Regions from separate parts of the Mustela erminea genome. Here region 2 is linked to region 1. A link is a contact called in public Hi-C data. All regions are on one chromosome and are shown on one strand. Each heading gives the region's core, a stretch centred on a gene start, on an enhancer-like site or on the middle of the called end of the contact. The rest is flanking DNA. Distances are from core to core; before and after follow the strand shown. Region 1 holds the start of UBE2J1 (ubiquitin-conjugating enzyme E2 J1). Region 2 holds the start of RNGTT (mRNA-capping enzyme).

Region 1 (5,351 bases), core at 744-3,243:
ATTATTTAGTGTAGAACAGCAATACCACCTTTGAGGAAATGATACCAAAAAGAGGAAGCAATTTATAATACAGAAGCATGTCGACCAAAGCTCAGCCAGATGACAGACCATATACTTTGGAAGTGTACAAAATTCTGGAGAATTTTGAAAGCTTTTCATAACTTCAGGTATGAGAACCTATCAAACCTGAGCAATGTGCTCTAACAACAATGTCTTGGGACCCACCAGTTCGCCATTCTAAACTGCACTATTACTTATATTTCCATTATTCTCTGGACATTCCACTAAGGTCCTCAGCTGTCCTAAGGAACTTGGTACCATGTGACCAAGGAGTCACCGTACATTTTTAGCCACGTAGTTTTATTTAAATCTAAGACAATCTAAACAGTTTAAGCATTCTACCATCTAACCTTAAAACTAAGGTTTTCTTTCCCTTTCTCTTTTAAATTCCTTTCTTCCCCAGGTGTTCAGAAGAGATGGGAGGGGTGTGGGTTCAAGGGGGGGTCCTTAACCCACTGAAATTGAATTGTATAAATGCATTTCTTGGAAAGCCCAGAGCCTTCACCAGATTTCTTTTTTAAAGTCTATGGACCCCCCCAAATGTTATGACCCATTCTACACACTTGGTCACCTAAGAACACATCTCAGCCCGACCGCACTCAAGCTCACAATGCTCTGTTCAATCAATATCCTCGGACTTTTCTGGAGTTTCTACATATTAAGTATTTTCTTAATAAAAAAAATCACAATGTCAGCTCTTTTCATAAGGATGCTAATCTTGCTGATTCCTACTGAAAGGATGCTTTCTTGGAAGGAAAAAATAAGCAGCAGCAATATTTGGTCAAACCATCACGAATATTCTCGGATTATCATTTAGAGCTGAACTGTGGAGTTTCTCCCTCCTGACAAATTTATCAAGGTACAGACAGAAGAGAATAAATACCACTTACAGGCCCTAGTGATTCATTTCCAGCCTGCCTTAATATGAGAGAGCTGCTGACTTTTCTTGCATCTTTACACGGCACCGGAAAAGAACTTGAAGCTAGGACTGTTCGGGCTATTCTGTGAATGAAGCAGGGGCACGAAATGCAGGAAGTCTCTATGACTGAACACAGACATGTATCATGTCAGCCGTCACGGCAAAAATCATGGTTTCCTCTAAAGTACACGGCCCCTCTAACTAGTTTTCTTAGTTCTAGGTTAGTTGGTTTAGCACAGAATCTTTCCTCTAGGTCTGTAATTCCATTCGCCCCCAATGTTGCAAATGGGATATTTAAACAACCAAATCCTCACATGCAAGTGAGTCAAGCAGCTAATAAAAGTCCGGTGGCAGCGACGAAGGGATAACGACGGTCTGGGCTTAAGTACCGCAAGGGACTGTTAACTATTACCCACCGACATCACCTTTACACCTGTTCCCAGGGATGAGTTCAGGACCCAGCACTACGCGCCCAACATGAGGAGAAGGGAAAGTCCGGGTGCTGCGGGGAACTGGCGGGTACCCACGACTGGCGGCGGGTGCCCGCCCGGCCGCCCTGCGGCCTGCACCATCCCGGCAGGCGGCGGTCTCGCGTAGAACGCGAAACCCCGAAGCGGAGCCGCGAGTGGCGGCGGACGCGAGGGAACCGCAGCGCCGGGCCCGGGAGCCCAGGGGTCAGTCCGCCCTCCCCGGCCCACCCGGCGCCGCCGCCCGCCGCCTCCGGCCCCGCTCACCCGGACTCTTGAGGTTGTAGCGGGTCTCCATGGCGGTTCGCTGTCCCGGCTACGGCTTCCCGGCCCGCCGCCTCCACCTTTCCGCGCCGCTGCTGCCCGGGTGTCAGCGCGGGCTCGGGCCGATTGGGCCAGGCCGACGGAGCCTCCGCAGACGCCGCCCAGCCCGGGCCCCGACTGCAGGCGGGAGGTGTGTGGGGGTGTGAGCGTGCGGGCGGGGCGCGGGCTTCGCGATGGCGCCGCCTCCTCCGCGGCTCCCCCCGCCTCCCTGAGGGCCCCGGCAGGCGCCGGCGCCGGCGGGGGCGTCGCTGAACCGGGCGCCGGGGCTGGAGGTCAGCCTCCTCGTCTGGCCACGGGCCCAACCCCGCCGCGGTCGCCGGGTGTGCGTCACCCGCCCTCGCCCGGGTTTTGTGAAGTTGCCCTGACGTGGCGGTGGCTTCGTGGCAGTCGGTCAGCCCCGGCGCCGGTCACTGCGCGATCGCCGCTAGGCCCGCTAAGGTCGCTCCGGGGTCTGCAAAAGCGGGCGGCGTCCCCGTCTTCCTCTCGGCTTGGGCCCGCGGAGGCCGACCCTTCGCCGGGCCCCTCCGGGGTTCCCCGGCGCTCGCGGGTATAAGCGAGGAACTGCGGGGCCGGAAGCGGCCCGGCCCTACCCGCTGCCGGCGGGCTCCGGGACCCCCGGGCTGAGAGTCCAGAGGGGCCCGGGGCCTGGCTGCTCGCGCGCTGCTCCGCGGGGTCGTGGGCCGCTTTGTTTGGGAGCTAGGAGCTGATGGGGGTAAAGAAGAGCAATCCAGTGATAAGGAAATTGAGTAGGATTTTTCTAACTTCTTTTTTAGTAATGTGATTGGGTGCAAGACACTTCTAAGCATTGTGGGAGTTGAGAAAAAGAATTATAACTAGTCAAATAAAACTGAGGGAAATACATTGAATTTGGGGGAAAGCATGCAACCTTAAAGGACGCAGTACATGCTTCGTTATAGAAAAAATGGGATTCCGAGGAAGAAGCCTATGGGTTCTTGAAGGCTTAAGAGAGGGGTGAGAACTGAGGAAAAGAGGAAGATGGGGTGGATGAAAAGGGAAGGAAGGAACTCTTGGTGAGATGAAGCAGGGCTGATCTAGTTGGGCCAGTTATATTTCATCACATAAAGAATTGTACCAGCAAGCTTTTGTAAAGAATGAAATTGAGATGGAAGGGAAGAAATGGAGGATATCTAACATAAAATTGGATGGGACGTTTCAAGCCATTCCATGATGTTTTCTGAGAAGCAAACGGATGATCCGAGTGGCTGAGATACGCAAGCAAAGCCAATGTGCTACTTCATTCATTTATTCATTCTTTGTGTTAAATATTCAAATTGTTTGACACTTGACAGTTCTGCAAAAGTCTGTGGCTGGTGCAAGAGGCCTTGCAGTAAAGAGGCTTCTGAAATAGGTACCATCGTTCCCATCTGAGAGCTAAGGAAACAGTTCTGGAAGCCAAGGAAGCGCTTGGTTACTCAGCCTCCAGGTTAGTCAAACACTGGACGCTATACTCCTCTGGGGCTCTCCTCTCCTTTTCTTCCTCTGTATGGAGACTGTGACGTTTTTCTTTTCTTTCTTTTTAGAAGACACCACCACCTCGTCTTTTCCTTGGCATTGAAGGGTTTCAGGACATCACCCCACCCCACGCCCAATGTGCCACTTGGCATATGGATTATTCTGAGCTGAAGGCACTTGAGATCCTGAGAGTGCAAAAGAAACTTTTGTCCCTTCTTCAGTCACATAGAAGAATCTAAATTGAGGGTCTTTCCAGAAAAAGGATTATTAGCAGAGATAAATCTTATCTGAGTGACCCACCTGTATTGCAGGGCAGACATCTAATTACCAAACATCTGTTCTCCTGTCCATGAAGTGTTTTCCTTTCCAGTGAAGTTCCAGGTCCCAACCCCTTCTTAGTTCGGGATGACGTATAGATCTCATTTTGCCTGTCTTTGGAGTTTCCATGTCTGTATGGATTCCCTGTACCTACACTATTAAATTTATCCTATTTATCTATCTCATGTCAATTTGATTCTTAGTCCAGCCAGAAGGACCCTGAAGGGGACAGTTCTTGCTCCTGGAAAAGGGACAAAGAAGGGGCGTGGGGTTATGGACATTGGGGAGGGTATGTGCTTTGGTGAGTGCTGTGAAGTGTGTAAACCTGGCGATTCACAGACCTGTACCCCTGGGGATAAAAATATATGTTTATAAAAAATAAAAAATTTTTAAAAAAAAGGGACAAAGAATTCTTGCTCCTCAACAGGGAGGGGGCTATTTTCCCCACAAAATGAGCTCCAGAGTAATTATAATCTCTCCTTCCTTGGTTAAAAACAAATTTATTCTAACAATTTAGTTAATGGGCTCATGTTAAAGTTTATTAAACTTGTTGCAAGAGCAAAGACCTCTAGCAAGCCAACTGAAAGATTTCTCTCAGCAGAGACATTTATAGTTAAGAGAATTTATTTAGAACCACAATCGGGTACCTGGGTGACTTAGTTAAGCATCTAACTCTTGATCTCAAATCAAGTCTCGATCTCAGGGTTGGGGTTGTGAGTTCAAGCCCCGGTTGGCCTTCATGCCTACTTAAAAACAAACAAACCCATAATCATTGACCTATATAGTTCCTCTTTTCCTTAGATAGAACAGAGGCCCTTTGAAGTGCAGTTTCCCCACCCATCTTCATTTGCATTCAGGGAGCAAGGCCAAGACTGTACTTTTTGAGCGTCTGCTGTGTAGGGGACCCAGTGTTGGGCACTTGACATACACCAACTCATTTATTCTTCACAATAATACTGACAACAGCACAGGTTATTTAAATTCACCTTTCTAATGAGGACAGTTGAGGTCTCAGAGAAATGAGCAATTTCCTTTTTTTTTTTTTTTTTAAAGATTTATTGGTGGGGGCGGTTTGCCTGGTGGTTCAGTTGGTTAAGTGTCTGACTCCTGATCTCAGATCAGGTCATGATCTGAGCGTCATGACATTGAGCCCTGCTCTGCACTCAGCCCAGAGTGAGCTTAGGATTCTCCCCTTCTCCCTCTACATCTCCCCTGCTCGCTCACTCTCTCTGTGTCTCTCTCTCTCAAATAAAATCTTTTAAAAATTTTGTTTCATTCTCTATACCTAATGTGGGGCTCGAACTCATGACCCTGAGATCAAGAGGCTTATGCTCCAACAGGCACCCCAAAGCAATTTACTTTAATTCTCAGTTTCTTCCACTATAAGTTCTTATACTTCTGATATATTATTGTTTTATCATATTGATAAAAACAAGTTTTTCTAGACTTTTATTTATTTCTTGATTTGATTTGAATACTTTGAAATCTTAAAGTTCCATTGTCTTATCCAAGGCTGCTTATCTAGAAAGTGGAAGAACCTGATTCAACTCCAGGTCTTTTGACTCTGGAACCTGGATTGCTTTTGCTACACTAAAAAGCAGTCAGTCTATTTTGTGTCATGCAAGGCCTTTCCCCACCATTTAAAAATGGATATGCTTCTTAGAACCTCAGTGTTATTCTTGGACAACACACTTTAAGATATTTATTCTTCAGCACTTAAAACTTTTCTTATATATATATATATTTATTTTTATTTGAGAGAGGGAGAGAGAACACAACAAGTGTGACAC
Region 2 (4,868 bases), core at 2,295-4,794, 290 kb before region 1:
TCAGTGCCACACTTGTTCTATTTAACAATAAGTCAGTGTTCTGATCTTTGTGACTGCCAGCCTGCACATTACATTAGAACTCTGATATTTAAACAATTTTTCTAACTCCAAATTAAAAAATAATCACTTTGGCAAGAACTTTATGATCTTGTTTTTCTCACAAATCAGCGTAGCAGATAATTCTAGTGAAAGAATCCAGGAAACATGCTCCAAGCTAGAAAAGAAACCATACATCTGGGATCCCTGGGTGGCTCAGTTGGTTTAGCATCTGCCTTCAGCTCAGGTCATGATCCCAGTGTCCTGGGATTGAGGTCCACATCAGACTCCTTGTTCAGCCGGGAGCTTGCTGCTCTCCCTACTTGTGTGCCGGCACTCACTCTCTCTCTCTCCCTGACAAATAATAATAAATAAAATCTTTAAAAAAAAAAAAAAAAAAAGAAGCCACTGATCTAAATCTAGAGGCTTTTCCATAACTCCATAGAAAAAAGCCACATGTAATAAAGAAAGGATTCACTACAAAGTTAGAGATGGTAAGGGGGAAAAAGTCAAAACGGCCTACAAAGAAAAATGTAAAGAACTGTGACCAATTAATTTGAATAAGTACAATGATTACCAAGAACAACTGCTTTTATTACAAGTGAAAATGCATATAAAAACGGTTAAGAGTTGTGGCACCTGGGTGGCTCAGGGGGTTAAGCCTCTGCCTTTGGCTCAAGTCATGATCTAAGGGTCCTGGGATCGAGCCCCACATCCGGCTCCCTGCTCAGCAGAGAGCCTGCTTCCCCCTCTCTCTGCCTGCCTCTCTGCCTGCCTCTCTGCCTAGTTGTGATTTTTCTCTGTCAAATAAATAAACTCTTTAAAAAAAAAAAAAAGGTTAGAGCAGGAGTGTCTAAGTGGCACAGTCACTTAAGCAACCACCTCTTGATTTCAGCTCAGGTCATAACCTCAGGATGGTGAGATTGAGTTCTGCACCAAGCTCTGCATTCAGGAGGGAGTCAGAGGCTGCTTGAGATTCTCTGCCCCTCCCCTTGCTTGTATGCACTCTCTCTCTCTAATAAATCTTTTTAAAAAAATGGTTAGAGCATGAAGAAATTTTTTTCATTTTTCATTAAAGACATTTCCTCACCCTAAGACCTGCTTAGGTTATCTTTCAGTATTATTTTTAGCCATCATTGATATGGCTCTACTTACTAAGGATATTATGTAAAATGTGGGGGAAAAAAAAAACCCTGACAAAGCAGGAGAATTAGGAACCTGAATTTAAAAAGGGCTCTTGGGACACCTAGGTGGCTCAGTTAAGCGTCTGCCTTGGTCTCAGGTCATGATCTCCAGGTTCTGGAATCAAGTCCCACATCGGGCTCCCAGCTCAGCAGGGAGTCTGCTTCTGCCTCTCCCCTAGCTTGTGCTCTGTCTCTGTCTCTCCCTCTCTCTTAAATGAATTTAAAAAAAAAAAAATCTTGACAAACCATAAGAGACTCTTATGTCACAAAACAAACTGAGAATGGCCGGGGGGAGGCGGGTAAGGAGAGAGTGGTGGGGTTACGGACATTGAGGACAGTATGTGCTATGGTGAGTGCTGTGAAGTGTGTAAACCTGGCGACTCACACAGCTGTACCCCTGGGGCTAATAATACATTATATGTTTATAAAAACACAAAAAATTAAATTTTTTTTAAAAATTTTTTTAAAAATCTTTAAAAAAAATAAAAAAGGACTCTTTCAACAATTTCAAATAACTGGTAAGACATACTATAAATATATACATAACATGTAATCATAGTTCACTACAAAACCCTTCTAGAATCAGCAGCAAGTTGTGGTTCAAATGTAAATCGTTCACTCCTCAAAAACACAGTGTTAAGAAAATGAAAAACCAAGCCACAGACAGGAGAAAAAAAAAATTTAAGCATATATCCAATATACGATTTGTATTTACAATATATAAAGAAGTCTAACCATTCAACAATAAGATAAAAACCCAATTAAAAAATCAGTACACGATCTGGACATCTCACAGAAGATATGTGAATTGCCAAGAAGCTCATATACACCACAAACCACAATATGACTAAATACCTATTATCGTGGGTAAAATTAAAAAGACTGACCATACCAAGCCTTGGAGAGGATATGAACTAAACAGAACTCTCAGACATTAATGGTGGGAATGTAAAATGCTATGGCTTTTAAAAAGAGTTTGACATTTTTTTAAAAGGTTAAACATACACCTACCATATGATCCTTTCCTCTCCTAGAACCTGACACAAGAGAAATGAAAGCATATATCCATACAAATTACTGCACAGGAATGTTCATAGCAGGTTAATTTGTAATAGCCAAAAACTGCAAACAACCTAAATGACTATCAGTGAGTGTATGGATAAACAAATGTGCTGCATCCATTAACAATGGACTACTACTGTTTGTATGTGCAATAAAAAGGGATGCACATACAAACATACAAGAACTTGGATAAATCTCAAAATAACAATGCTGAGCAAAAGAATACAGAGACCTTCCCCCCAAAACAAGTGTATGCACTGTATGATTCTATTTATTTTTTTTTAAGTATAGAAAATGCAAACTAATCTATGACAGAAAGCATGTAAGAGATTGCCTGAGGAGGAAGGGATTACAGGGGGCAGTCGAAACTCTTGAGCGGTGATGGTTATGTTCACTGTTTTGATTGTAGTGGTGGTTTCATGGGTGTTTCACTGGAAGTGTGTCTGGGTATGCGGCATTTCTCACACAACACTTTAAGGTTTGTTATGTGTCAAACTCAATGAAGACGCAAAAATTCACAACAAAATCGTTTTTAAAAACCAAACTCCAGTCAGTGTCGATCCATTTCAGCACTGGGAAACTTCCCTCTCCTCTTGAGCCCTCCATCTCAAGACTGACACTTGTCCCTACCCCATCCGAGAAACCTGGAAGGTTCCTAAACTTCTAAGCTTCAAAGTAATGCCCGCTGTGTTCTTGGGCCCCCAGCTCCCGCTACCCAAACCTCCTGTCTACTTTCGCGTTCGCAATACTTAGTCGTCCTGGAGAGTGACACGTGCCCCCACCCACCGGCCCACCCCCTCCAATCACTTTCCCAAACACTCAACCACGAAGCTTCGTCCGACCGAGCACATCTCGGTCCTGAAATACCACTAACAAGCACGGAACCCCACGAAAGCTGCGCCCCTCACACGGCCCACCCACGGGCCCGCGGATATGCAGGGACTCGAACACCACCCCCGTCCGGGTTACCTGCCACCGGCTGGCCGCGCCGCGGACAGTTCAGCCACCGTGGTGGGATCTTGTTATGAGCCATGTCTCGGGGCCGCGCAGAGGCGCCCCCTCCACCAACGTTCGCCGCGCCAACGCCGCCGCCTCCTCGCGGTCGGCTCCGTACCGAGGGTCCGAGGCACCCGAATCCCGGCAGGGGTCGAAATCCCAGCAGCTCCTGCCCGGGAAACGTCAGAGGCGGCGCGCCACTTTCATTCAGGATCAACTCCACCACTCTAAGAGAGCCCACAATGCACTGCTACTTCCGCCCCTAAAGGCCCCGCCCCCTTCTTTCCGAGGTCAGAGGGAAAGACGCAGATGCTCGTTAAGAGGGATGGGAGGGAGTTAAAGCCACGGCGAATGGGAGGGGCGCGTCTTCCATTGCCCCGCCCCACCGAGAACTCCCGCTCGCCCTTAGGACGGCTTCGCGCAAGCGCGGGTGGCCTCGTACCGGTTCCCGCAAATGACACGTATTTTGTATTCTTCCCTAGTCAGCAGATAGACACCCCTGAAGATGTAGAGAAGCCAGCCCTCTTTCCAGGCGTAGACTGATCCGCAGCTTCCACAAAAGCATCTGTTTTAGTGATGAAAGTGTCCTTCCCACCACTGTTAACGATCTAGAGCCTGATCGCCCTTTTTTCTGCCCAGCTTGGCGTCCCGGCAGGATCTGAGTTTGAGCTGAAATTTGGGAAGTTTTCCTTGACATGGATCAGGGAAACAAGCTTTAGAGACATTCTAAGGGCGAGAAGTTGGAATGCCAGAAATGACTTTCTCTTTGGGAGCGGGGGCGGGGGGGTACTTGTAAGGATCCTTGAAGTATCTGAAATTAATCCCAAAATGGTTTTCTAGAGTTTTGTTTGTACATTTCTGGAGCAAATTTTTCGAGTACTGGGGAGCATCAGGGGCTCCGTGTCTCAAAGTTACTAACGTGCATAACTGGCAAAGGCGGGAACACAAAGGGGTGTTCTTTGCCTTACCGAACAAATGGTCTTACCCTTCGAGTTAAACAGGAGTGATTGGGAACGTTTTATAAACTCCGTCCTGTAATAAGACTTTCTGTAATTACTAAAGTGTTAAACATAAAACTGGATAATGGAAAAATTAATTTTAATGTAGCGATTTGGTTTTAAAGACCAATACTATATTTGAATTGTAAGATTGTGAGTTTAGGGGGTGGGTGGCGTATACTTTAAAGTGGGTAGGTGGGAAACTTAAGGAACAGCTCAGCCCCTGAATGCCTGTACCCTCTCAGTAAGACTCAGAATTCTCCCATAAACAGAGAGGTCCTGAGTTAGGTCTCACTCCCAGTCTGTCCTGCTGTTACAACTACTGAGACCTTTTTGTAAATGTGTCACACCTCTCCTGACAGGACAAGATAAGGTTTTCCTTACCGACCAGCTGTGTATCTAAATATTTCTCTTCCCTGCTGACAAAGTAAAATGGATACCATGCCCAAATCTCTAGGGATGGAAAAGGTGAACCGAATCCTGTGATAATATCTCATTTTCCCTCTCTGGGGATGACTCCCCTTGGAAAGCATCCCCCCTCACACACTCTCACACACACACAGTCCTAGGCACAGGGAGAGCTTCCCAGAGG

What was found. Hi-C and Micro-C count contacts between places; a contact is called where the count stands out from the background.
Region 2: a contact with region 1 is called in a Hi-C map of fibroblasts, with 5 times the contacts expected there. The contact joins the promoter of RNGTT here to the promoter of UBE2J1 in region 1. A contact is called at or near these places in 2 of 3 Hi-C or Micro-C datasets (fibroblasts and spleen).

What each region holds. Positions count from the first base shown.
Region 1 is chr4:41,232,266-41,237,616 of mMusErm1.Pri, reverse strand. It overlaps UBE2J1 (ubiquitin-conjugating enzyme E2 J1), which reads right to left and starts at 1,993. Exons shown (of 8, transcript XM_032339072.1): 1 at 1,714-1,993. The coding sequence starts at 1,744.
Region 2 is chr4:41,527,524-41,532,391 of mMusErm1.Pri, reverse strand. RNGTT (mRNA-capping enzyme) reads right to left here and starts at 3,544. Exons shown (of 16, transcript XM_032339080.1): 1 at 3,252-3,544. The coding sequence starts at 3,315.